Linked DNA regions of Mus musculus: all the other regions are linked to region 2. The links are chromatin contacts, called in public HiChIP or PLAC-seq and promoter capture Hi-C maps. All regions are on one chromosome and are shown on one strand. Each heading gives the region's core, a stretch centred on a gene start, on an enhancer-like site or on the middle of the called end of the contact. The rest is flanking DNA. Distances are from core to core; before and after follow the strand shown. Region 1 holds the start of Lingo4 (leucine rich repeat and Ig domain containing 4). Region 2 holds the start of Cgn (cingulin). Region 3 holds the start of Them4 (thioesterase superfamily member 4). Region 4 holds the start of Mrpl9 (mitochondrial ribosomal protein L9). Region 5 holds the start of Rorc (RAR-related orphan receptor gamma). Region 6 holds the start of Psmd4 (proteasome (prosome, macropain) 26S subunit, non-ATPase, 4).

Evidence for each region. Promoter capture Hi-C pulls out the DNA fragments that hold promoters and counts their contacts. HiChIP or PLAC-seq counts read pairs in DNA pulled down with a chosen protein or histone mark. Capture Hi-C pulls out chosen DNA fragments and counts their contacts.
Region 1: a contact with region 2 is called in a promoter capture Hi-C map of liver. The contact joins the promoter of Lingo4 here to the promoter of Cgn in region 2. A contact is called at or near these places in 19 of 39 promoter capture datasets (the 3T3-L1 cell line, 3T3-L1-derived adipocytes, the C10 cell line and 13 more), 2 of 115 datasets of contacts at active chromatin or transcription factors (astrocytes and embryonic forebrain) and 3 of 9 other capture datasets (adipose tissue, embryonic stem cells and pancreatic islet).
Region 3: a contact with region 2 is called in a promoter capture Hi-C map of stem cell-derived epiblast-like cells, with 7 times the contacts expected there. The contact joins the promoter of Them4 here to the promoter of Cgn in region 2. A contact is called at or near these places in 12 of 39 promoter capture datasets (the 3T3-L1 cell line, the C10 cell line, the HPC-7 cell line and 7 more) and 2 of 115 datasets of contacts at active chromatin or transcription factors (embryonic stem cells and pancreatic cancer cells).
Region 4: a promoter capture Hi-C map of pancreatic islet shows a contact between it and region 2. The contact joins the promoter of Mrpl9 here to the promoter of Cgn in region 2. A contact is called at or near these places in 22 of 39 promoter capture datasets (the 3T3-L1 cell line, the C10 cell line, the HPC-7 cell line and 12 more), 3 of 15 datasets of contacts at CTCF or cohesin (the NIH/3T3 cell line and large pre-B cells), 4 of 484 Hi-C or Micro-C datasets (the G1E-ER4 cell line, the HL-1 cell line, embryonic stem cells and 1 more), 14 of 115 datasets of contacts at active chromatin or transcription factors (cardiomyocytes, differentiating embryonic stem cells, embryonic basal ganglia and 9 more) and 5 of 9 other capture datasets (adipose tissue, embryonic stem cells, liver and 2 more).
Region 5: a contact with region 2 is called in an H3K27ac HiChIP or PLAC-seq map of epiblast stem cells, with 6 times the contacts expected there. The contact joins the promoter of Rorc here to the promoter of Cgn in region 2. A contact is called at or near these places in 11 of 39 promoter capture datasets (the 3T3-L1 cell line, the C10 cell line, the HPC-7 cell line and 6 more), 3 of 484 Hi-C or Micro-C datasets (cumulus cells, embryonic stem cells and liver), 9 of 115 datasets of contacts at active chromatin or transcription factors (embryonic basal ganglia, embryonic stem cells, epiblast stem cells and 3 more) and 4 of 9 other capture datasets (adipose tissue, embryonic stem cells, liver and 1 more).
Region 6: a contact with region 2 is called in a promoter capture Hi-C map of adipose tissue. The contact joins the promoter of Psmd4 here to the promoter of Cgn in region 2. A contact is called at or near these places in 4 of 39 promoter capture datasets (cranial neural crest, frontonasal cranial neural crest, liver and 1 more), 1 of 115 datasets of contacts at active chromatin or transcription factors (pancreatic cancer cells) and 1 of 9 other capture datasets (adipose tissue).

Annotation. Positions count from the first base shown.
Region 1 is chr3:94,397,794-94,401,936 of GRCm38.p6, forward strand. It overlaps Lingo4 (leucine rich repeat and Ig domain containing 4), which reads left to right and starts at 1,426. Exons shown (of 2, transcript NM_177250.2): 1 at 1,426-1,688; 2 at 4,029-4,143. The coding sequence starts at 1,624. It overlaps Rorc (RAR-related orphan receptor gamma), which reads left to right. Exons shown (of 11, transcript NM_011281.3): 11 at 1-483.
Region 2 is chr3:94,784,854-94,789,465 of GRCm38.p6, forward strand. It overlaps Cgn (cingulin), which reads right to left and starts at 1,629. Exons shown (of 21, transcript NM_001037711.3): 1 at 1,523-1,629.
Region 3 is chr3:94,307,682-94,311,798 of GRCm38.p6, forward strand. It overlaps Them4 (thioesterase superfamily member 4), which reads left to right and starts at 2,451. Exons shown (of 6, transcript NM_029431.1): 1 at 2,451-2,607. The coding sequence starts at 2,536. It overlaps Gm36010 (a long non-coding RNA gene), which reads right to left and starts at 2,372. Exons shown (of 4, transcript XR_867460.2): 1 at 2,191-2,372.
Region 4 is chr3:94,441,756-94,445,872 of GRCm38.p6, forward strand. It overlaps Mrpl9 (mitochondrial ribosomal protein L9), which reads left to right and starts at 1,581. Exons shown (of 7, transcript NM_030116.2): 1 at 1,581-1,739; 2 at 1,904-2,060; 3 at 2,832-2,956; 4 at 3,146-3,196. The coding sequence starts at 1,596.
Region 5 is chr3:94,369,825-94,374,619 of GRCm38.p6, forward strand. It overlaps Rorc (RAR-related orphan receptor gamma), which reads left to right and starts at 2,970. Exons shown (of 11, transcript NM_011281.3): 1 at 2,970-3,107. The coding sequence starts at 3,068. Gm38411 (a long non-coding RNA gene) reads right to left here and starts at 1,199. Exons shown (of 3, transcript XR_867461.1): 1 at 5-1,199.
Region 6 is chr3:95,040,592-95,045,197 of GRCm38.p6, forward strand. It overlaps Psmd4 (proteasome (prosome, macropain) 26S subunit, non-ATPase, 4), which reads right to left and starts at 2,023. Exons shown (of 10, transcript NM_008951.2): 1 at 1,917-2,023. The coding sequence starts at 1,942.

The DNA.
Region 1 (4,143 bases), core at 176-2,675, 390 kb before region 2:
CCCAGAAGGACCTGTATATAATAAGAATATAGATTCCTGAGACTTTTCTGCCTTTCTTCTTCCTAGTTAAGAAATGTTGTTGACCCCCTCTGCCTGTTTTCTGGGACCTAAAATGCCTGGATGTGTAAAGAATGAGGGTGGGGTGGAGATAAGGTCCCAAGATAACTGTTTTATGGGGTTTGGGTATGAAGAAAAACATCACTGGAAAAATTAGAATGGAAACCTCTTTGCACACTTTAAAAGTGTCAGATTCGTTAGCAGTCTAATCAGAGACACACATCCACACAGGTGGAGCACACAGAGGCTCTGCCCCCAGTGACACCATTCTGTAGACTTTCCCTCTGGCACACAATCTCTTCCTTGAGGTTGCAGCTCTGAGAAGCCTGAGGTTCTAATTCATACAGGACACCAGAATTCATCCCAGCTCCAGCTGTCCTCTGTCCCTAAGAGAAGCAGAGGACCGGATACTAACCAGCCGGAAAACCCAAGGACCAGCACCCGGGAAGATGCCCTTGACTTCAGTCTCTACGCTATGAGGAAGGAAGGCAGCGCCATCCCCTGCTCTGTACCTGTGTGCTGCTGACTCCACATGATGGAGAGACTAGGAACAGGACAGGGACCTGTTTCTCCTCCATAGTCTTGCTCAGAATTTCTCTCAGTTTTGTAAAGCTGCAGACTCTCCTAGGAGGTATAAGCAGCAGATGAGAGGGAGGGAGGTTTTTTTTTTTTTTTTTTTTTTTTTCTCTCAGAGGAAGGGTTTAGCCAAGTAAACATAAATCCCAACTTGTGCCATTCTTTATAAAACGATTTCAAAGGCTGGAAGTGTATCGTGCCTGCGTGCTTGTACAAGGGTGCAGGGCACACATGTCGGGTGTTGGGAGACTTGAATGTGACTGCCTAGGATACATGCTTGCCCTGCAGTTTTGTTTCTGTGTCAAGCCAGCAATTTATCTGTTTTATAAGAATTTTAGCACACACACATACACACACACACCGCCCAAGATTCTCCCTCAGCTAAGCAATCCACCAGGGAGACTGGTGCTCAGATACCTGACACAAGAGAAATGGCAAGCTAAACTGAAGGAAGGTATTCTAGACTAAGAACTTCCAACAAATGATACCCACAGGCCCGTTTAGATTTAGAAATTGCACAGAATTGCCCTGCATCTAAAAGACTAGAGGCTGTGGAAGCGGTGTCCCGGGAGCTCTCTAGCTCCCCAGGAGGAACCAGGATGTCAAAACTCTCTCAAGCTTCCCAGGCTGTCTCCGTAGCAGACCCTGCCCCAGCCCTGGGTCCCCTCTTCAGTTCCTCCCCCGATTCGATTCGTCATCCCGTAGTGGCGCTTGCTGCAGCCCTCCCTGGTTGCTTTATTTATTTATTTTGCACCAACAGGGTTGCTGCAGACTCATTCTGGTTTAAAAAGAGAGAAGAGGAGGGAAAAAAAAAAAAAAAGAAAAAAATGCTTCCTGGCTCTTTTCTCTCCTTTGGTCTTGGCAGCGCGACCGCAGTAGCGGCGGCAGCAACAGCAGTCTTGCCAGCCGGCTGATGCGGCAGGCTGCCGGGCAGTGGGGAGTGGGGACTCAGACACACGGGGAAGGTGGAGAGGCCAAGGTGCAGCTCGGATGGGACAGGCCCCAGCCCTGGAGAGATGCAGCGCCCAACTTGATGCCACCCCCCAGCTTCTCCGGTAAGTGCCCCTGCCCCTCTGTGGGCACGTCTCAGCTGCCCTTTCCCATGGCATTCTCAAAGACAAGGCCATGTTAAATAGCCTACAGGAAAGAGAGCTTCCCCTCTACCCTAGCTGACCATTCATCCTGTGATTGGAAAACTAAAATGTCCCAGGTACCCCTGGTAGGGAGAGTCCAAGGAGCCCCCCCCCCCGCTTTTTTTAGCCTCTAAAAAGCTGCCCTCCTAATCTGTGTGGATACTCCAAAAATCTCTCTCCTAAGTGCCCCTTCACCATGCAGGTCCCCATGCCTCAATCTGGCATGCTTTAAAGTGGATATGTGCTCGAATGAATCTGTGGCTGCCACATAGACAAGAAAGCTCCATCTCCCTGAGGGGGCAGTGCCCCAGACTCTAGACCCCAGGGGAAGAGAAAGAGTTTTGTAACATCCATCCATCTCTTCTTGCAAAGTGACCAGAGACCAGTCCTGTAGTCATAGAGGATAACAAAGGAAGACTGATTAAATTGGCCACCTTATAAATAAAAGATGTTGACCCTAAGTCCCCCAGCCACTGGGCTAGCAGGCTTTGGGGACAAAGAGAAAACTCATGTAAGCAGGAGAAAGGGCGCTGGCACACACGCCTCACTGCACTTTTGCTGAATGCAGAGCGAAGTGATGAACAGGAAGTGCAGCAACAGTGATGAAGGGCTAGCTGTCAGGTGGACAGGAGAGGCTGGGAACTCTTAGTACCACACAGATGCCCATTAGGCCCTGAAAGGGGGAGGAGAGAGACAGCTGCTGCTGCCCCTTGCTACTCTTTCCCCTCCCCAAGTGATCCCACAACAGTGTCCTGTATCCCTTCTGCTCTTTCCTCTGCGTCCATACTGAGGACTGAACTTGGTATCTTTCTTTAGTTTCCCAACTGCGTTATCCTCTGAAGTGGCTGGAGGAGAGTCTCCAGAATGATTCTCCTGGAGTGTAGGAAGGAAAGGAGAGCTGCAGCTCCTCCTGTATTCTACATGCGAGAAAATAGGACACACAGCAGAAAGCTAACGCCACAGAGCCCAGAAAACCTGAAGCCTCAAAGTCCCGAGGTGCAGGACCTGCAGCCAGGGAAACACAGCAAGCAGGCCGCCTCCAGGAGTGTCAGCTTGCTCCTGCTCCTAGCCCTCTGTCATCTCATTCTAATATTCCTCCTCTCCTGTGGTCCCTATTGCATTAGCAAGGCAAGCAGAGGCACTCAAGACTAAAGATGCCTCCATCTCTATCACCATGTCCAGCCTCCGACAGTCATCATGGTCATCATCTCCTGATGCTGCCCAGGCTTCTGGTGCTCACTTTATACTGATGGGTGCTGTGCTTGTATCCGGGTGCCCACTGTGCTACCCAGTGGCTCCCTTCCTCCCACGCAAGGCATCAGGTCATGGGCTGTTTCTCCCCCTTTATCCATGCTTCCTTGGCTCACAAGCCATTTCTTGTGTCTTCTCAGGCAGCTCGGGTGGAAAGGGGTGGAAGCTCTCCCTCAGAAGCACATACTAACTAGAATCAAAACACCATTAAGGAAGGATGTACGGGAAGCTCAAGGCTGAGGACCCCGTGAAGTATTTGAGTACCCTTTAGATATCTTCCACATCTCAACCCCATCTATAAGGGAAGAGGTGCTGTCCTTGGGGCTCTGGTAAAGGATCCCAATCCCATCCTCCAGTGCCCCTGCACTCTGTTCCATGAATAATATACAGCCAGGCTTACCATCCACACAAACAGTTTGGGACACCAAATTGGCTACTCTGGGCCTTGGGCCAGGCGGAAAGAGGGCAGAGACTAGAGCAGAGCTGAAGCCTGCATGTTTCTTAGCTTCTGATGATTTGGTCAAACTAAGAACCTTTTCCCAGTCAGCCCAGGGTCAGAAGCTCTCTCAAGTCTGGATGGGATCTCCCTGATCCTTGGGTAAAGTTGTAGGCACAACATATGGGAGAATAAGAATGGGGTAAGAGGGACATAGCAGAGTTTGTAGAAAGCAGATGTCAGGGAGATGGGTCCTGAGGAATTCCTGGTCTCATAAATACAGGGGAAAGCGCCTTACAGGGAGATGCAGGGTTCTTTCCCCACTACTCAGTCCCTTAAACTTTCCACTACAGAAATCAGCTTGACTAGGGATCATGAACAGGAAGTACTTGGCCAGTTTTCTATGGCTGCAAAGGAGAGATTTCCCCATTAAGGTACATCAAGTCTCCCTGGTTGTGTGCCACACTTACTGGCAAGATCCACCTTTCCTCCCCTTTAAGGAGGTTCGGTGCAGTGCAGGGTCACCACCATCTGAAGCCACTTTTCAAAAGAGACCATGTCATCATCTATTCCAGGCCTCAGGGGATGGACGCAGCCACTGCTCCAAAGCAAGCCTGGCTCCCATGGTCCCCACTCCTTTTCCTGCTCCTCCTGCCTGGAGGGAGCATCAGTAGCTGCCCCACTGTGTGT
Region 2 (4,612 bases), core at 379-2,878:
ACTGTCTTCAGACAGAGCATCAAAGGGGCCAAGCTAAGGTTGACTCTGCTTCACCGCTGCCTACGGCAAGGAAATTCACCTCAGAAGTTGTCTGGTGCCCAACGTATACCTCGTCTGTGGCCTGGGAATGTGGAGGTGTAAGTCCCCTAGTCTTTTGGTCTCCTAGGGAGTTCTGCCTATGTTTCTGCACCACTAGTAAGTACTCTAGTCTATCAAAGATCGTGAATCAAGGATGCCAACTAGGATTTCAGGGAATCAAGAGGATTCTGGGAAGGGTCAAGGAAATTAGCTGCACTTCCAGATCTCACCAGTGTCCCCCAATCTAGAACTAGAGAAAAAGAAGGAAATATAGGGCTGGAGAGATGGCTCAGCGGTTAAGACTGTTCTTCCAAAGGTCCTGAGTTCAAATCCCAGCAACCACATGGTGGCTCACAACCTTCTGTACAGCTACAGTATACTCATATACATAAAATAAATAAATAAATAAATCTTTTTAAAAAATATACAAAGAGACTACTTTGTAACAGAAAAAAAGAAGGAAATATGTATTTGCTGGAAGGAAAAATTTTTACATCAGCCTCAAGAAAGAAGACTATTTCTAGGTGGGTGTGGTGATATGAACCTGTAATCCAGGCACTGGGAGCGGAAGGCAGCCCACCAGTTCAAGGTCAGCCTCAGCTGTACAGCAAGTTCAAGTCCAGCATGGGCTATGGCAAATTCAAGGCCAGCATGGGCCATATGAAACCCAGTATCAATCCTCGTTTCACATCCCCGAGAAAGCAAACATTTTCAGCTAGTATGTGGGTCGAGGGATTTATGCTTCTCCATTCCCATTCCCCTCTCTTGTAGAATACACACAGTTCTTTCTAGAGGAAGAAGGAAAAAATTTCCCTGGCATGAAAGCAAAGAAAGAAACAGCCTTAAATAATCTCACACCTAGGAAAGAGATGGGTGCCCTCGTATTCTGACCTTAGTGTCTTACTGGCAACTGCTTTCACCTGTAGGCAAATGGTCAGGGAATGACCCCACACCTCAGCATTTCCAAAGCCAGAAGGAGAGTGTCAGAGACCAGTAAGGACTGACGGGGGCGGGGAGGGGGTAGTTACCCCCAAAACCAGCACATGCGGATATCACCACTTCAGTCTCTGAACCTCTGGCGGCACTTCCATTTGCTCCAATAGGATGAACCCTCCCCCGCCCCCATGCTGGTCTCCAAGAGAAATTCTGCCCCAAGGGCTGGCGCCTGACCTCCAGAGATTGTAGCGCTGAAATGCATGCATGCCCTGGGAATAACCTAACCCTCAGGTGCCTCACACCTGGCACCTTCCCAGCCACTCGCTTCTGACACCGTGGAGTAGGGGTTAGCTCTTAGCTCTGCCACCGCACTCTGACCGCCCTTCCTGCTAAACTCAGCACCTGTGCCCAGGAGGAGGGCATTTGATGCCTCTACTCCGGCCCTCGAGCATACTCCTGAGGACCCACTCGCATCGCAGGTGTCCTCGCTCCAGACAGATTCACTCACCCCGGTCCAGATCAGTGCTCCCGGATTCACACACCCCGCAGGGGATCGCGCTCCGACCAGCCGAGCTACACGCGCTGCTGCAGCCCAGCCCCTCCGAGCTCTGAGCTCCCTCCTTTCCCCCGCCCACCAACCTGTTACTCCCCAGGAGCTCCGCCCCATTGGCCGTCACCTCCCGCCCCGCCTCACCCCTTCTTCTATTGGTCAGTTTCCCGCAAGGGGCGGAGCAGACACCGCGGGAACCCAGAACCGGGGTCCCCAGCCCGGTGGACGGGAGGGGCGGTGGGGTCACGTGGACTGGTGGGGCGAGGGCGGGGCACCGGGGGACCTAAGAGGCCATTTTGGGGGCGTCGGGGCTCTGCGGACCCGCGTAGCTTAGCGCCAGAGCATCCCCTGGGTTCTGTGGGAAGTGCCTTCCTCGTGCTCTTCTCAAAGCAAATCTCGGTTCACAGCCCTTTCTGCCCTTCATCTGCCTCCGCATAAGCCAGAATACAGTTCTGTCGCTTTCCGCAGAAAATTTCTTCGTAGTCTCCCGATGTCAGCGCGTTCTGCATCTCTGCTCGCCTGCCTTATCGGCAATCCGAACCAAAATCTCAGTCGTGGATTCTCATCCTCGGGCTCCTGGCCTCCATAATCATTTTGCACCCTTTTTCTTTGGAAGATGTAATCACCCAATTTACATCACCCTAAAAATCATTTTCATTTTATCTCCCTATGAAAATCTCGGCCAGAGCCGAGATCTTCATTTTCTTTTGTTTTGTACGCTTCATCTCAAACGCCTATAACAGAGGTCAGCACATAGTTGGCTCTTAATAAAATGTGTAGAATGAATGACTTGGGAACCGAGTGCTGTAAATTTACACGCATCAGAATAAGCTTTATAAGCAGAAAGGAGCTCAACTACAGATTGTAAATCCATCTTTTCTGAAAGCCTGTCAAGTAGGGCTTTTGGTCCCACTACACCGAAAAGACTCTGGGGTGCTTTGCGTGCAGACTGAGGCAGGTAACATTAAAGCTGGCTCCTAGTGTCAATCGCTGAGGTATGTTAAAAGAAGATTGGCTTAGCTTACCTTGCTGGCCTCTGAATAGTTCTCTCCTTTATTTGTTCAGTAAATATTTATTGTAATATATTTAGATTTGAAGAGGAATCTTCCCTACAGCCAGCATTTCTGTGGCGTTAGCTGGAGATCATTCCCTTCCCCTCCCCCAGCCTTCAGATGCTGGGCGTGGACCCTGGAGGGGAAAGTCCACCTACCTGTTCTGTAGCTGGGTTGCTAGGTCTCCGCATTCCATGAGAAGCCTTCTATGAGGGATACAGCCCTTAAGGAGGAACAAGGAGGGAGGGAGAGAGAGGGAGAGAGAGGGGGAGAGAGAGCGAGAGAGAGAGAGAGAGAGAGAGAGAGAGAGAGAGAGAGAGAGAGAGAGAGAGAGAGGAAATATGTGCGGTTTGGGCGACCTATTGCAGAGGTGGTGTCCCTTCTGGGTCAGGTTACTTTTACACCAAAGAGTGGTCTGGAAAAGAGATCTTAAAAATAAACAACTAAACAATCAAACGGACAGACTGATGAATTGGCCCCAATACTAGTAAAGTGAAGGTAATTGAATTCTCCTGGGTACCCCTTAGACTGTATTTAGTGTATTTATAGAAGATAGAAATAGAGTAGTTATCCAACATTAAAGCACGGGTGGGGAGAAATGGGAGCCTGAGTCATCCACCATCAACTTTTCTTCCTTGGGGGATGAACTCAGAGAGCTTTAAGCTCAGATGAAGAAGAGGGGGGAAGCTTCCCCTCCCCCCCCCCCAGATTTCAAAAGAAAATCTATCCTGGTGCACACCTTTGATCTAGCAGAGAGTTTGGGGCTAGCCTGGTCTTCAAATCAAATTCCAAGCCAACCAGAGCTACACCATGGGGGAAGGTGTCATGGAGAGACACTAAAAGACCCAACCCCCCACCCCACCCCTTTTCTGAAAGAGTAGTTGTGAAAGAAGAGGGTGTTGAAGAAATTGAGTCAGATAACTTTAGACACCTGATTGCTGGACCTGCCACAGAGAAATGTGATTGATTCTCTTCGAGGCTGAAAATAATCTCAAAAAACGTGGAGCTGTTGAAATGATCTGTAGCTGGGGGTGAGGAGGGGTATGATAGAGGCCAGTGGAAAGTCACAAATGATTTGCTTAGTAGAAGATTTCTTTTCAACCAAAAGGTATAACCTGATGTGAACTTTTAGAAAACAGGTTAGGTTATATACCCATAGGGGTCTTTTCTACAGGTCATACTAGAGAGATTTCTGGTTTTGGTTGGTTGGTTTTAAAAGATTTATTTATTTTATTAATATGAGTACAGTGTAACTGACACACCAGAAGAGGGCATCAGATCCCATTTCAGACTGTTGTAAGCCACCATGTGGTTGCTGGGAATTGAACTCAGGACCTCTGGAAGAGCAGTCACTGCTCTTAACCACTGAGCCATCTCTCCAGCCCATAGAGAGGTTTCTCTAACTGTGCAGATAAAAAGAAAAGGAAAGAAAGAAAGAAAGAAAGAAAGAAAGAAAGAAAGAAAGAAAGAAAGAAAGAAAGAAAGAAAGAAAGAAAGAAAGGAAGAAAGAAAGAAAGAGGAAGAAAGGAAGGAAGAAAGGAAAACAGGTAATGTTAATGGTCTGTGGTTCAGAAGAGTGCTAGCCTAGCCTGTGCTGAGGATTTGGCTCAGTAGAAAAGTATTGCCTGTCATGTCTAAGGGCCTAGGGTCAACCAGTTGGAGAAAAGGTGTCACAGAGGAGCACCTGCCTAGGGGAAAAAAAAAAGCTGGAGAAAGATGAATGGGAATAAGAGAATGTACAATGGCCAGAAGAGGGAGCCTATAGTGTGAACAAAGGAATGAGGAAGTAGTGGGAAGATAAGGGGTGTTAAACATCAACATAAACTGTACAGTTTATATGTAGTCCAGTGTCTTAGTTAGGGTTTTACTGCTATGAACAGATTCCGTGACCAAGGCAAGTCTTATAAGGACAACATTTAATTAGGGCTAGCTTACAGGTTCAGAGGTTCAGTCCATTATCATCAAGGTGAGAACATGGCAGCATCCAGGCAAGCAT
Region 3 (4,117 bases), core at 1,201-3,700, 480 kb before region 2:
ATTATACTTATAAGTATGGTCATATGACATTAGTCTATCGGCGCCTATTTCATTTAACATGTGCAAGTTTACCCACGTTGTTGCAATAAGTTTTCTTTTCATAATTCTTTATTACATTTGTTTACTTATTTACTTGATAGTGTGTGTATGCACACATTACTGCATACATGTTCAGAATATGTTTGGAGGTCAGACAACAAATTGAAGGAGTCCCTTCTCTTATTTTACCATGTAGATCATGGGAATTGGACTCAGGTCATCAGGCTTGGTGGCAAGATATACATATGCAGATATAAAATTTTTTGATTATTGGGTCTGAAGAGAGTAAGTTGGAAGACTTTGTGCTACAAGTATTAGTATGATACTAATGATGATAAAAGGATGATAAACACACACATGCACACAGTCTCATGTATCTCAGAATGGCCTCAAATTCAACAGTGGCTGAGAATGACATTGGACTCCTGATCCTCCTGTCTGACTTCGAAGATTTTAAGTAAACCTGCCATACACATCAACAGCTTCCATCTTCTTCCATCTGCTTCTCAAATCACTGCCCGATCTCCATTTTGTTCCTCTAACTTATTCATTCTCTCTGTTATTTCTACTTCCTAGGATATCTCAAATTCCAGAAACAGTGAGCCCTGAAGGCTTGCACCCTATAATGGGAACTGGAATTAACTCACAGAGCTAATGATTTCCCAATTGCAATCGGGACCTTGAAAGATGAAATCTAAGACAAGGAGCCACCCGACCAGATCCTAAAATTGCTACAAGTTTCTGGGCTAACAACTTACATACCTACCCCAACCACAATTTGGTTCTTACCCTGTACAATCTTGCAGCTATCCCTAGCCCCTGGAGGCAGTTCTCAGGATGTCATTAGACCACTGTCTTTCTGACCTTAGAAACTCAAAAATAAAGTCCCTAATCCCTTTCCTATTGTACTCTCGCTGTTGTCTAGAATTGTGGTATGTAACCAACTCTATTCCTTCATGTCAGGCACCTCTAGCTCTAGCCTCCAACAAAAGAGAAAGCTTTCAGATAAAAATGGGTGTCTTGGCCAGGCGTGGTGGCACACGCCTTTAATCCCAGCACTTGGGAGGCAGAGGCAGTTGAATTTCTGAGTTCGAGGCCAGTCTGGTCTACAGAGTGAGTTTCAGGACAGCCAGAGCTACATAGAAAAACCCTGCCTCGAAAAACAAAACACAAAAAACAAAAAACAAACAAAAAAAGGGTGTCTTAGGTAAAAGACAGAAGAACTTGAAGGCATATAAGACTCACTGTGAAACAGAGTAGAGAACAACTATTATTATTGTTATTTGACTTTATTTATATGGGTGTTTTGTCTGTGCACCACATGCATGCCTGGTGCCCACAGAAACCAAAAGAAAGAGAGGGTATCCAATCCCCTGGAACTGGAATTGCAAACAGCTGTGAGCTGCCATGTGGGCGCTCAGATTCTAACCATTGCTTTTAAACTTACGAACCATATCTCCAACTCAATGCAGATTTCTCTTCCTTTCTTTGTTTTTGTTTTGCTTTTTGTTGTTTGGTTTGGTTAGGTTTTTGAGATAAGGTATCATTATGTTGTCTTAGCTGGTTTGAACCACCCACCTCTGCCCCTAAGTGCTAGAATTAAATGCTTTATGACACCACTATCCAAATATTAGACTATCCACAACTCCTTCTATTAGTTTTTCATTTCCTTTGTAATTATCATTTTAAAACTAGTCAATCACAACAAACGCCGGGCAATTGGGGTCAGGGGAGCGTGGGGCAGTCACCACCTGTCCCCTGTGTGCTTGCTAACTGTAGTTGGATCTTGGTGCACCCTTTGACAAAAATAATTGCTTTGCTTCTGTATTCCTTTGTGGGACACTGAGATTCTTCTGTTCCCAGCACAGAAAGAACAAATCAGTGAATCAACGGATAGTCTTTAAACTAACAGGCTCCCATTAGACAGTTTGGGCTAACTCTATCGAGCCAGACCAAGAGCAATTTCTTTGATAGAGACGGTTCTTACTAGAGTAAAAGTTGATATACATTTTCAGTACACAGACACATATGCGCGCGTGCGGAGAGAAGGGGCACCTGAAGAGTGTACCTGTTAAATAGTAGAGACTGACAGAGTTTTAAATGTATGTGCACGTGTTCTACACCCAGAAGACCAACACCATCAACCCGCACCTAGTGGTTATCCACTCCTTGTGTGTGCTCCTGTTCGGCCGAGATGATGAGTCTTTCGCTGGCTGGAGCGTTAAACTGCCTGTGAACAAGGAACTAAACTAGGCTGTCTCGCTGCGCCAGTGCAGTAACCGTGGCTGAGAGCCGGACGCAAAATCTCCCGGAACCAAAAGCGGGTGTAGAGGATTCGGTCCGCCCGGATTCGGAGAGGCGCCAGCACTGTGGGCGGCGCGCGGCTCCGCCCTCCACCCGCCCGCCTCCACAGTTAATAGCCCAGAGTCGGCGTGTGGATAGTGTGGCTCTTTCTGGAACAGAGCAGAGAGCAGCGTCCTGCCCTCGGCTTGAGCAATGCTGAGAAACTGCGCTATGCGCCTGCGCACTCTTGGGGCCACGCCTGCGAGGCGGCCAGGAGCAGCTAGGGTGAGTCCCGGGACGCTTGCTTTCGTGGGGCGAGAAGGGGAGACAGCACGACCGAGACTAAGCTAACACCTGCCCCTGGCTGTGACGGGGCTCTTGGGCTCTTCTGCCCTGAGATTCGAATCGGGAGGAGCCGGAAGGGAAAGTGACTCAAGGTTGAACTAGGTCTGCAGGGATGGGATCGCCACTACTAAGACTGAGATAATAAGAAAGGATAAGCAAGGTCACCCAGAAAACTGTGAAAGAGCCATTATTGACCCCTGGAGAAGACCATTTATCCTTAGCAGGGATCTAATCCTGATAGACTCTGATTCGTTATAACCAATTCAGGAAGAAGTAGACTTCTGATTGTCAGATAATTACTCCCTCTCTAGCCCGTTTTCATCATCTTAGAGGATGTTATGAGACTAAATGAGATAATGCAAGGGAAGCATTTAGCATACCTGGAATGTAAATCTTAAATGTTGCCTGTCCATATTTTTATCCCTGCCTTTGTTCTATTGATGTAGTCAATACTTGTTGAGCTCCAACTCACGCCCGCGTGTGTGTCCGTGTGTACTGAAAATGTATATCGACAGTAAGAACTGTCTCTATCAAAGAAATTGCTCTTGGACTGGCTCGATAGAGTTAGCCCAAACTGTCTAATGGGAGCCTGTTAGTTTAAAGACTATCATATATGTCAGGTGTGATTGGCCACTGACGATAGGTCGTATTATAGTTAGCTAAGGGGAAAAAACGTTCCGCCCAAGAAATTTACGGGTTTAATTTGGGAGAATGGGATCAGTTTGCCAAATCAAATGTTTGTATACAATGTGTTGTAATAAAGAACGACAGCTGACAGGGAACAGCTCTGTATTGAGAAATGAAAAAGAACTTTGATTATTAGGGGAGTGGCATCTCTCTCAAGCTATTGCAGCTTCCTGCTAGACAATAAGAGGGCTGGAGGCCCTGGGTGATAGACACACACACACAATTTTAAAATAATGATGAATGTTGATGTATTGACATCAGCCAGGTACCATCTTGCCGATTAGAAAAGAAAATGATTCGTGCTAGTCTTACAACAACAAATATGAATTAGTTTAATTACATGTTGGAGCCTGGCAGTCTGTGCTGAGCTGAGAACATTACAGCATTAGTATTTGCAGGCCTTTTTTTTTTTTTCATCATGCTGCTTTTGATTTAGTAACGTATCTTAAAAGGAGGCAGAAAAAGTCATAACTTATTTTACAAGTACAAGTCCAACTTCCATAAATGTATAACTAAAGATCAAGCATGACCTTTCCCCTGCTGAGAACAAAGGGTAATGATTATCCCTACAACTTGTCCTTTATTCATAGCCTGTGCTATGAATTTACAAGTGCATTCACCACAAGTAGCGCTTAGACCTCGCCTCTTTGAACTGAAAGTTGAGTTTCTTTTATTTCCCACAACACTGTGGTGTCCAGAAGGTAGCTCGGCATGGCTCCAACTGAAATTAGTAGCTTCACTCCCATTCTCTGCCATCTGCACG
Region 4 (4,117 bases), core at 331-2,830, 340 kb before region 2:
GGGCGCTACATCTGTGAATTCTTACCAACATTGCTACCTAAACAAGACCTGAACAAGGAGGACACTAATATACTAATATACTAATGAGAAAGGAAAAAGCTCACAAGGCCTCAACCCTAGACAAAGAGCTACAGGCAAGAAAAGAATGCTGAGAACAGGAGAAATAATCTTCCCCAGGGAAGAGCACACCAGTTGGTTACCCAATACGAAATGATCAGCCCTGAAAACATACATACGTACAAGTAAGAATGTACAGACTGAGCAGATTATATTTATATATTTAAGAATGTATAAACACAAATATAAATAACAAGGGGAAAGAGTCCATGAATCTGAGAGAGGAGGAGAGGGGTTAGAAGGAGAAAAAGGGTAAAATTATATAATCTCAAATATACAAACGTGTAAAAATTTTAAAATAATAAGATGTTTCAAAGAATGGAGGAAAACAAAACAACAAAATGGAATTCTCATCAGCTGTAACAGGAACACCTGCAGGTAGGGCAGTTTATAAAGAATGGGGCATACATTACGTTTTAAATGTCTGTTAGACATATAAGATGATGATGAATAAGAAGTTGGGTATTCCAATGTGAAGTTTGTGGGAGCCTAGGATAAGAATTTGGACATCACTGGCATATAAATAGCGGTTAGCCATAAGGTGAACTGAGAGCATCAAGACACTGGATACTAAAAAGAATGAAATTCCACATACTGAGTGCTGGGTGCAAACAATTAAAAGACTGTTGAAGACTTGTCCTGAATACCAAGGAAATGCGTGTAGGTCAGTCTATGTAAGTGCACATAAAATGGAGTGTAGCACATCTTTCCACACTCCTTTATAGACCCTCATTTTATAACCATCTATTAAGCACAAAGACTCCACAGAAGGACCTGCTTGTGCCTAACAGTAGTTTCTTTTTCTCTACAGTTTGTCTCCTGCAACTCTTTAAATATTAGCTTAAATACAATAGTAACAATATCATGGAAAGTTGCAGAGTTTTTAGAGGATCCCATCCTTCGACTACTTTTAGAAAGATTCAAGGGAAAATTGAGAGTGACATCCATATTTTAGTGTTCAGAAATTATAGCATGTCAAAATTAGAAGTGATCCCAGTACCTAGAACTAAACCAAACCACTTATATTGTTATCATTGGTTTTTATGGATAAAAATCCTCCTCCTCACCAGTTAATTATTATTATTGGTCTCGCTATGTAGCCCTGGCTGGCCTAGAGCTTGAGATGTAAACCAGATTAGCTTGAACTTGTCCTGCAGGAAGATTACAGGGTGCGCCAAGCCCCCTCCGCCTCTTTTTTTAAAAGTGAAGCCAAAAAAAAAAAAAAAAAAAAAAAAAAGTACGTTTTCCACTGTCGGTCCACGCAAAGCTCTGTGGAAAGTGGTGACAAAAAAAAAAAAAAGCAGTTCTCTCCGCTGTCCTATCGTCGGCGTGCAAGGCGGGGTTGCGGCAACTCTCCCACTCCCCATGCCCAGGTCTCAGCGCAGCCTATATCTATACCACTCAGGCGCGCCGCGGGCAGCCCAGAGGCGCAGCTGCGCATGCGCGGGGTCCTTCTTCCGCCTGTCCGCTCCGCTGTCATGGCGGCCTCTGTGGCTCCCGGGGTTAGGACTCTGTGGTGGGCAGGTGCTGCTTGGCTGCGTCAAGGAGGCATCCGGGAGCTATTCCGGCCGCGAATTGAAGGGAGTACCCCGGGGCGTGACTTCAGTCTCTCTCATTATCAGGTGAGGGCCGGCTGGGGCTTGGGTCCTACACGGTGGGGGACAGGAGTGTCGTTCGTGCCAGACTCAGACTGCGGGGCTGGGGGGCAGACTTTCCTGGGGACGCCGGCGGGGTGGCGGGTTGTTCTCTGCGGACACTCGCTCACCCCAGCCTCCCTGACCACCAGAGCACGGTCATCGTGGAGCGCTGGTGGAAGGTGCCGCTCGCCGGGGAGGGCCGAAAGCCGCACCTGCACCGGCGTCACCGCGTGTATAAGTTGGTGGAGGACACGAAACACCGGCCCAAAGACAACTTGGAGCTCATCCTCACGCAGTCTGTGGACGGTAAGGCTTGGGCCCAGGTACTGACCCCTTCCCCTGTCCCTGTCCTCTGTCCCCTGCTCTTGTTTGACGTTAACCGCTTCCTGCCTCTCTTTTGTTGCTTTGTTTTTACTACTTTGTGGTTCTGGTGAGAAAAAAAAAGTCACGGAAAATTAAAACGTGTGTGCAATATTGTTAACTGTGTAAAGAGAAGCCTAACAGTTCGCAGCACAAACAGTGACATTCTTTGATTGAACAGCTCAGTCTGCACCAGTTTTTAAGCTAGACGTGTGACAAGTGTAGTTCCTAATAAATGCATGGTGTGTGTGTGTGTGTGTGTGTGTGTGTGTGTGTGTGTGTGTGAGAGAGAGAGAGAGAGAGAGAGAGAGAGAGAGAGAGAGAAAGAGAAAGAAGGGGGGCGCCAAAGGTCCACCTTATTTGATACAGGGCATGAGTTGAGCCCCCAGGGATGTAGGTATTACCTCCCCTCAGTGCTAAGGTTATGGACAATATCCAAACTCAGATCCTCTATGCAGCTGGCACTTTAACGACTGGACCTTATAACCTGCCCTAGTAAATTGACGGTGGTGGTGGTGGTGGTGTTTGTAAGGAAGAATAAAAACTGTGAGAAAGTAAGGGCTGTCTCTTTTCTATGCCCCTCCCTTTTGGTGATGCTGGAGATGTACCCCAAGGCCTGAGTACACTAAGGCACAGCCTTTACCTGTGGCTGATCCCATGATCATCTTTTCCATAGCCTGCAGAGATTTCATCTGCCATTCCCGTTCTCATTGACAGAAATTGGAGTCCGGGGTGATCTGGTCTCAGTGAAGAAATCTGTGGGTCGTAACAAGCTCCTTTCTCAGGGACTGGCAGTGTATGCTTCTCCTGAAAATAGGAAGCTGTTTGAAGAGGAGAAATCGGTGAGCTCAAAGGACCAAGGGGTTTGGAAAAATAAAACTTTAAGGTACCTGCTAGGAAGTCCTTCCTTTTGTTGTTTAATTCAAAGATGAAGTAACAGCTAGAACCCAGAAGCCCACCAGTTCCCAGCACAGCTGGGCTGTAATTACTCAGTGTGGCGCATTGCTTCTACTCAGTTTCATCTCTTTCAGCTGAGACGCGAAGGAAAACTGGAGAAGATCCAGACAAAGGCAGGAGAGGCGGTGAGTAGGAAGTTTTTATTGATTCCTCATGGAGGTCATCGCCCTCCTGAGTCCCTGATGGCCTTCACGTCTGCTTATTGTTACACACAAGGATGAGCTAAAGTAGTATTGTGGCTGATGCTCTGTGTAGCTGGTATGGAGTCCTCTGGAACTGCTGTGTTGGGTACAGTGTACTGGAACTAGCTCTGTACATCTGCCTGCCTCTGCCTCCCAAGTGCTGGGATTAAGGGCGTTGGACACCACAGCTGGCTGCTTTTTTACTTCCTTTAAGAAAATGTGCCAATTTTTTAATTTGTTCATTTCTTCCATTTGAAATACTCAGAGCCTGGGATTTTGGGGGGGGGGGTGCAAAAAATGCCCTAGCTTTTGAGGGAGTCCCAATCCAGGAAGCAAGATCTATGGGAAAATATAAGATAAAGACTCTGCCTTTTGGGAATATTTTCAAATAAGTTGGAGAGAGAACTGTAGACACACAGGAGAAGGTAGTCAGCAAACTAAAGGCAGTAAAGTAGGAGTCACTTGATAGACAGCTGGAAAGAGGGTCTGGAGGTGCTGGGGGGTAAGAGGGGAGGGGTACTTTTTTCTTGTAGTAGTAAATAAGGCCCTTGGAATTAGTAGGTTTGAGGCAATCTAGGCAGTATAAGTGAATATTTAAGGTATGCTTATTTGAAATAGGGGATCTTATATGGCCATAGCTGGCCCTGAACTCTGTATATAGCCAAGGCCAGCCCTAACCTAATTCTCCTTACTCTGCCCTTCAGTTGGTGTGATTGTAGACATATGCTGCAAAGGTCATTGTGGATGCTGGGGAGCAAAGCTAGGCCTTGTGTGTGTTATACACACACCTGCCAACAGCTCAAGGGCATATTTTAACAATGAAGATACTCCAGTCTACCTAAAGTAAAGGTTTATATAGTGTAA
Region 5 (4,795 bases), core at 1,720-4,219, 410 kb before region 2:
TCACCCTATGGCCACTGTGGGAGGAACAAATAGTTGAAGCTGTTGGAACAGTTCCTCCTGTGGGCGTGATCTCCTGATAGCTGGAAGCACAGAGAACTCTCTGGTGGCAGTATCAGTCTGAATAGGGAACCCCACCCTAATCACCCACCCCCCCATGCTGGAGGCAGGGCCAAAAGCTGGGTAGGATGATGCCTGTAATCCCAGCCCTCAGAAGGCTGAAGGAACTGGATAGCCATGAATGTTCAAGGCCATCTTGGACTACTGAGTGAGATCATCTTAGCAACACGTAGGAATGAAGGTCTCGAATGCTGAAATGAAAGAGTAGCTTAGAAGAAAGCCACTCTCAAGCCAGGACCCGGTCGCTTCCTGAGCCCTCACAGTCATTCTGACAGTGCCAGGCAGTGTCTGCCACTGCCATACTGTGTGGCATCTGAAAGCATCCCTAGGGGCCTCCACCCTGTGCCTCTAGCTTGAGGGAGGGGTCATCTGGAAGGTCTTAAGACCCATAATCACCAAGAGAAAAGGACCTGGTCAGCGATGCAGGTCTGTAACCCCAGCACACCCAAGGCAATGTTGTGAGTTGGAGGTCACCCTAGGAAAATGAGAGGAGGGGCGGGGTTCAGCAGTTAAGAGCACAGGCTGCTCTTCCAGAAGAACCCAGGTTCAATTCCCAGCATCCACACAGTGGCTCACAGTCATGTATGACTCCAGTTCCAGGGCACCTGATATCTTTTTCTTTCCTGCATAGTGAACCAAACACACAAATGGTGCACAAATAAACATGCAGGCAAAACACCCATACTATTAAAAAAAGATAAGTGAAAAGAAGAAAGAAGAACAATAACTAAGGGAGATGAAAGCGAGCTGGTGAGGCACAGAAAACTGAGCAGTGATGGGCAGATAGGAGCACAGAAGAGCAGGAGGGGATAGCTCTGGGATAGAGGCAGGCCATTAAGGTCCCCATCCTTTGAGTGCCCTAACCTTTCCAGAAGCCTCTTTCTGACTCTGTTCCTAGGTAGGGGTGCCATCACTTTGCCTCTTTTCAAAGCTCTCCAGATTGGCATTGTGTTTTGAGAAGAACAGTATACATGGGCCTGTTTACCACCAAAGACCGTGAAGTCAGAGATGACCTAGTCAGTGGAGTACTGCCACAAACACACTGGGGTCAAGGGTTTTGGGGGGTTTTTTGGTTTTTTGGTTTTTGTTTTTTAAGATTTATTTATTTTATGTATATGAGCACACTATCACTCTCTTCAGACACACCAGAAGAGGGCATCAGATCCCATTACAGATGGTTGTGAGCCACCATGTGGTTGCTGGGAATTGAACTCAGGACCTCTGGAAGAGCAGTCAGTGCTCTTAACCACTGAGCCATCTCTCCTACCCAAGGGTCAAGGTTTAATCCCCCAGAACCCACATCACAAAATGGGTACAGTGGTAGATAGGTAGGTAGGTACTTGTAGTCTCAACAATGGGGTCGTAGAAACCCTAGAAATCACTTGCCAATCTGGCTAACCAAGATGGCGAGTTCTCCGTTCCATGGGAGACCCTGTCTCAAAAAAACAAAACAAAACAAAACAAAACAAAAAGGTAAAAGGTAATTGAGGCAGACATCAAATTTTAATCTCTATCCTCCACAGACATGCACACTCACACGTGTACACACACCCACCTATACAGACACACACATATATGTATACATATAAAGGACTTAGGACTAGTCAAAGCCTCAAAGGCCCTCAAAAGTCACCCTACACCCCTACACTTTTCAGTCTCCCTGGGGCTAAGAACGGCTATTCCTCCTAATCTTTGTCTCTGACTCTTAGGAGACTCAGCTCCCTAGAGCACTGGGTGCTACTGGTTGCACAGTGTGAAGCTCCACGGAGGGCCAACGGTGGAGAATGGAATGCTGGGAGCGAAGGGACAGCTGCCTGCCCTCTCCACGCCAGGTGCCACGTGCACCAGGTGGAGGGAGTGGGCGAGTCACGAGGCCCTGGCGTGGCCGGCTCCTGCCCTGCTGTTTACCAGCTGGAGAAAGCAGGAGGAGGGGTTGGGAGCCTCCTGCTCCCAGCCTGGCCCCTAGCCAGCGGTTGTTGGGTAAGCAGGAAAGCCAGGCACAGCTAATCAAACTCTGGGCAGAGGACATGCCGAACTGAGGCATCCAATATTCACAGAAGTCTTGGCTCTTGGTCCTTCTCAGACTCCAGTGCAGGCCTTTATGTGAACAGAATTACGGGGTCGTGGGGGAGGGGGAAGGGAGAACCGGGAGGAGGGGGGAGGATTCCCTCCTCTCAACTTGTTGGTCCAGTGCAGTTGCTCTCTTCTGCTCTCCCTCCAACACCCCTCACCTCTCAATTTGCTCTTCCTCCTCCACACCTCCCCCCACCACACCAGAAGTATGGGAAGCATCTAGAAGCCTGGAAAATCCAGAGGTGGGCAGCATGGAGTTAGAGAGAGGCAAAGCAAGACATGTGCTGGGGGAACCCAAGCTGCAGGGAAGTATATCTGATCCCATCCTGGAGATCAGAGTGCACACACACACACACACACACACACACAGAGGCTGTCTTTTCTCTTCACTCTTCCTGCCTCCCTTTCTTGCTATTCTGTCACCTGTCCTAAAAAAGTTACAGAGACCAGGTTCAAATCTCAACTCAATCACGAATTGCCCTTGTGAATTCCTGGCAAGTCTTTTCTATTCTGGGCAGCAATTGGTTCATGATTATGAATAATCACTCGTGCCTGTAGGGGGTTATCATGTGGGATTCCAAAAAACAAACAAAAAAATTCTGATTTACCTACAAGGCCTGGCAAAAACTCAGCATACAGTAGGTAATTAATAAGTACTAGCTCCCTTTCACCTGTTTTTCCTCAAGACTCCAGACACTGGTCCACTGCTCTCTCCCTGAGTCCCCTCCTGTGCCAGGACACTCTGCCAGCCACTCCTTTCCCCTGCCTGCTGACGGGCCAGGTGCTCCCTCCCTCTTCCCTCCTCCCTCCCTTGGGCCCTGCTCCCTGCCCTCCTGGGCAGCCAGGGCAGCAAGGACGGCACCAAGGGAGCTACCCCATGGACAGGGCCCCACAGAGACACCACCGGACATCTCGGGGTAAGAGACCCTAAAGCCCTGCAGGCAGGTGGAAGGGACTGTCAGGGGGCTCAGAGGAGGGGAGGGAGGCGAAGAGACTGGGAAAGAAAGAACTGGGGAGAAGAGAGGTGAGCAGAGGGGAGATGGACTGGCAGACAGAGCAAAGCGGTGAGGTAGGACCGAGTCTTTACATAACTGTAGGGGGGGGACAGGAAGAGGGCCTAGGGTAACAGCAGGAGACCTGGGAAGACGGGGAGGGCAAGAAGGAAGAGACAGGTTGGAGTGGGGGCAGGAGGGAGGAGCTGTGTTAGGGAGGCTTGATCGAGAGGATGGGAATGGGGCTGGCTCCCAGGTGTGAGCAGGCCCCTCCCTGCCTGCCACAGAACCCTGGGCAGCAGCGGCTGGAAGGGTGACTCTCCGCCTTCCTATTCATTCACAAGTGGCTGCCGTTCTGGCGCAGGGGCTGGGGGTGGGGGACCTGGGAGAGAAGATGCAGTTGCACCATGCCAGCTGCTCTAGCCCAGCAGTCCCACGCTTTCCTTCAAGCTGGTCCGAGCACGGAGTTTTATCTTTGCTGTGTGAGGCACCTGTGGAGCACAGAAAGGAACTGGGGAACAGTCCCCCGATGGAGTGAGGAGGGAGCCCTTCAGAACAGGACATCCCCTCCCTCCCTCCCATGCTTGTCAGCTGGGAACCTAGAGAGAGTGAACGACAGAAGTGCCAGCTTCTAGGGCCACTAGAGAAAGGCTCCGGGGTGGGAGTGGGAGTGGGGGCCAACAAGGGGAGTGTCCCCATGCAAGACTGCTCTGAATTGCAAAGTTGGAGGCTGGACAAGGGTGCCACGTCAGGGAGGAAACTGAGTAGGGCCAGACAGGATTAGCAGGGAGGTGGGCATGGCATGAAGCCACACCCTCTCTGGGCAGACCTTCCCCTCCCCCACCCGGGGAACAGGCTACCAGGCCCCATTTACTATCACGGCAATGAAATGCAGGAAGCCTGGCTGCAGAGTGCATCTCCTGGCAGAGGGACAGTGAAGGAGGGACAGGACATGTGTGCCAGGCTTGGACAGCAGAAGGCAAAAAGTAACAGAAAGGAATCAAAGGTTAGGGACATTACAGACAGGGCTAATGGGCTTTCTGGAACAGAAGACTGGCCCTAGGCACCCTGGATATAGGAAATGGGTTGCGGCCTCTTTTGCCAAGGGCTCCCTCTCTAGGTGTTTCCCAAATACTGACTGCATGCTGATTTCATCCCAGATATGTAAACAGCCCTGTAACTATGCAGTAACCATGACTCTCCCCTCAGCTGCTGCTCCCCTGGACAGCAGAGCATCTCTGTAAACCTCCACGAACCATGGGGTGCCTCCTCCTGTCTGATCTCCACCCAGACCCATCCACGAGCAAAGCAGCAAGGCAAAGGGATCTTCCCTCTGCAGGCTTGTGGGCAGGTGAAGCACAGTGGCGGCCAGAGAGGGTCTATCTGCAGCTCGGCCCTCCTTGTCTTCCTCTTCGCCCACCCTCCCCATGCACTCCCAGCCCCACACCTCTGCAGCTCCCTCTTGCTTTCAGGCACAGATAAGCAACCAAAAGACTGCATTCCCTCTGGGTGCAGAATATGTGTGTACGTCAAATGCACCAGATACTAGAGGGTTCTTGCTGTTCCCCAGAGCAACAAGCTGAACAAGACAGACAGAGGCTCTGTCTCCAGAC
Region 6 (4,606 bases), core at 773-3,272, 260 kb after region 2:
ATGAGACACAGAGAAGTTACTACAATTCTCCAACAATATGCAAAATGTAAGTGAGAGCCAGGGAACTGTTTGGATTCTAAATCCATCTTCTATTTTAACATACTCTATCCCAGAAGTGAAAGCAAACTTAGAAAACAAAAATAGGGCTGGTGAGATGGCTCAGTGGGTAAGAGCACCCGACTGCTCTTCCGAAGGTCCAGAGTTCAAATCCCAGCAACCACATGGTGGCTCACAACCATCCGTAACAAGATCTGACTCCCTCTTCTGGTGTGTCTGAAGACAGCTACAGTGTATTTACATATAATAAATAAATAAATCTAAAAAAAAAAAAAAAAATTAAAAAAAAAAAAAACAAAAATATAGGACTTAAAAGTTAAATTTTAATTTCAGATGAATAATGAGTAACTTTCGAGATTTATATTTATTGTTTTTAGGTGTGTGTGCGGGCACCTACAGAGATCAAAGGCACTGATCTTCTGGTCCTGTCAAGAAGGCAGCAGCGAGGGGCGTGGTGGCGCACACCTTTAATCCCAGCGCTCGGGAGGCAGAGGCAGGCGGATTTCTGAGTTCGAGGCCAGCCTGGTCTACAAAGTGAGCTCCAGGACAGCCAGGGCTACACAGAGAAACCCTGTCTCGAAAAACCAAAAAAAAAAAAAAAAAAAAAGAAGGCAGCAGCAAACAACATGGGTGCTTGGAACCAAACTCTGTGCTCTTACCCACCCAACCATCTCACCACCCTCAACAAGTAACTATTTTGTTGTTGTTTTTGTTTTATTTTACCACCTTTTGAGACAGGGCTTCTCTGCATGTCCTAGAACTTGCTCTATAGACCAGGCTGGCCTCAACCCCTAAGAGATCCACCTGCCTCTGCTGCCCAAGTGCTGGGATTAAAGGTGTGTGCCACTACTGCCCGGCCCCAACAAGTAACTTGTAAGAGCAATATTTGGGTTGGACTTAAAATTCCCTTTCATACTAAAAAATCACTCATGATTTGCTTGAAATTCAAATTTAACTGGGCATTCTGGTAGTCTTATTTTGAGACAGAACCTTGCTAGGTAGTCCTGATCATGAAAACTCCCTGTCTCATCCTCCAAGTGCAGGAAACCAAGCTTAAGCCATCCTGCATTTAGGTGGCAGTGCTAGCCAATCTCCAAATGAAAACATGGGCCTAGTGACTCAAGTTTTTAATCCTACATACTCATTCCAAGTTCAAGGCCAACCTGTGCATCTTCTCAAATAGCGACTTCAAAGCCAGTCTGAGCTACAGTGTCAAAGCTCCATCTAAAACAATAATGATGACAAATAATAAATGCAATCCAGGTGTGTGATGAGGCTCATTGGTAGAGCACGTTCCCAGCGTTCACAATGCTCTGGATTCAATTCCCAGAAAACACAAAACAAAGTCCTCTTGTAGCCCTGAAAAAAAATATGTTCTCAGCTTTCTATTTATTTTCTTGTCCTCAGTTTCTAATCTAACTCTTAATAGGTACTCATCCCAAGTATAAACCTGATAAAACCTAGTTCATCCTGCTTATCACGGCCTCTTAATTTGCTGTGTGACTACAGCGGATCCCCTAAAGTCCTTCCGACTCATTATGAGACAAGGACTATTTTCCAAGAATGCGGTTGTGAGGTTTACATGCGATAAAGTACAGAGAAAAGAAAAACTTGGAGGCGAGTGGAGGGGGCAGTTGGCCTCTGCTTTATGGGAGACCTGAAATTCAGGGAAGGGAACAGGAGTTCCCGGGCCTGCGTTCCTGGGCCGGGATGACTCAGGGAGTCGTCTGCCAGAGTCCCGCGGGCCCCGAAGCCACATCTCGCCCGGCGACCCAGTCCCCAGCCCAGGCCCTCGGGTTTCGGCGCCACGCGCACCAACAACCCAGACGCGCCCCCCAGCCACGTCCGAAGCTCCTCACCAAACCATAGTGCTCTCCAACACCATCTTGCCTCCTTCCCTCTGCGGACCGGCTCCGGGACTGACAAACAACAGCACCTCCGATTGGCCTGGTGCTCATCACCAATCAAAGAACTCAGTCTTCATGCTGCCCCGCCTCCGCGCCCCGCGGTGTGTTCTGGGACTTGTAGGCGCCACAGAAATGGAAAGGTTGGTTATCCAATAGAGTTGGCTACCTTCGCAGCAGCTTCCGGAACAGCTGTAAGCTCTCTGCACTCGCCTGGCAGCAACACTCCAGTGTGAGGCAGGAGAGCTGTAATTTACCCCCTCTTCTGCTCTCTTTCTTTTGTATATTTGGGTTTTTGATTTGTTTTTGTTGTTACGGTTTGAAAAAGGATGACAGCAATTCGCTGTGGAGCTCAGGCTAATAAACTCTATTGCTTCACCTCCCAGTGCTGTTTACAAGGGGCACACTCATGCTAAGATCTGAACTGCAATTTCCAGGCCAACGTGGGCAACATAGCTACTACGTAGTGACACTGCCTCGAACACATAACAGACACTCATGAGTGCATACACTACTGTGGATATGTCAGTCCAAGCATAATCACTTAAAAAGTGTGTCAGCATCGTTAACCACATTTTAACTTCCTGTTTCCCATTGCACTGTGTTTATGCAACTGCTACAAACACTTGTATCCTCAAATTCGATTTACCTATCTACTGCCTACCAAAAAAAAAAAAAAAAAAAATCTATGCAATTCCTAACTCCAGTATTGAGTCTGACAGGATGAAGGAATCCAGAAAAGTTTTGACCAATTAAAAAAAAAAAAACAAACCAAAAAAAATTTTTAAGCGTTTGTGTGTGTATTCAGGCCCTGCAGAGGCTGGAAGAGAATATCAAATCCGGAACTGGAGTTCCAGGCAGCTGTGAGCTGCCTGTCTTGAGTTCTGGGAACCGAACTCTGGTCCTCTAGGAAGAGCAGTAAGCGCTCTCTCATAAGCACTGAGTCATTTCCCCAGCCCGCAGTAAACACCATGTAATCACCCAAGGAACGAAGGATAGCCAGCAAGTTATTTTGGTTTGTTAATTAACCTTTAACACCAACCCTTGGGAAGCAGAGGCAGGCATCTGTGGGTTTTAGACCAGCCTGATCTATATAATGAGTTCCAGGGCAGCCAGGGTTATACACAATAAGACCTTTTCTGGGGGTCAAAGAAAAGAAGACCTGTTGGCACTTGCCTGCGATCCCACCTATATAATGGAATGATTACAAATTCATGGTCATCTTGGAAATTTAGTGAGAGAATTCTCAAAAATAAAAAGGGAGAAGGGCTTAAAAGATGTCTCATAGTTAAGAGTCCATCCTGTTTTAGTAGAGGAGTAGCATTCTGTTCCCACCATCCATATGGGGTGGCTAACAGCTGCTTACAATTCCAGCCCCAGGGGACTTGATGACTCCTTCCGGCCTCTGTGGTTATTCAAGTAAACACACACACACACACACACACACACACACACACACACACACCTACACACACCTACACATACACACAGCGAGAAAGAGAGAGAGAAACATATATACACACAGAGAGAACATACACAATACACACAGACACCTTAAAAAATAAGAACTTAAAAATGAACGAGTACCTGAGGAGGGCCTCAGTGGTCAGTGCTTGCTGAGCACAGCCAAGGCCCCAATTTCAACCCTTAGTAAAAATAAACAAACCCCAACACTACCAAAAAAAACCCCACAAAGTTCTGCCAGGCAATGGTGGTGAAGGCCTTTAATCCCAGTACTCAGAGGCAGAGGCAGGCCGATCTCTGAATTTGCTGCCAGCCTGGTCTACAGAGTGAGTCCAAGACAGCCAAGGCTACACAGAAAAACCCTGTCTCCAAAACCAAGACAACAACCACAAAATTCAAAATGCTTTGATTAATTAGTACCCCACAACCCAGGAAATACAATAGGAAATCCTGGTCCTGGTTTCTAGTTCTTGCAAATGCTTTATAGATTTTAATAAAGTATGCTTTAGCTAAACTTACTTATTTGTTCTGCTTTTAGGAGTACAGTTTTTCTGTCTTTAAAGGCTTTGCTTATTTTATAATTTTACATGTATGTGTATTTTCCTTCTTGTATGTACGTGTACCACATGCATGCAGTGTCTGCAGAGGTCCAGAGGGAATCAGAGTCTCTGAGACTGGAGTTACAGACCCTTGTGAACAGCCACATGGATGCTGGGACAGAACCTGGGTTCTCTGCAAGAGCAACAGGTGCTCTTAATCTTGAGCCAATTCTCAAGAAATATTTATGGGGGTGGGTATGGGGGACTTTTGGTATAGCATTGGAAATGTAAATGAGCTAAATTCCTAATAAAAAATGGAAAAAAAAAGAAATATTTATTTATTCCTCAGACCAGAAGAGGGCATCAGATCCTGTTATGGATAGTTGTGAGCCACCATGTGATTGCTGGGATCTGAACTCAGGACCTTCAGAAGAGCAGTCAGTGTTCCTAACCAGTAAGCCATCTCCCCAGCCCTTAATAACTTTTAATTTTCTTTAATTATCTGTATTGGCTGTGTGAGAGTATGAACATGTGGGTCCAGGCACCCTCAGACACCAGGTGTCAGTTCCCTTGGAGCTGGAGTTACAGGTGCTTCTAAGGTTCCATAGAGTGCTGGGAAGCAAACCTGGGTCTTCTACGTGA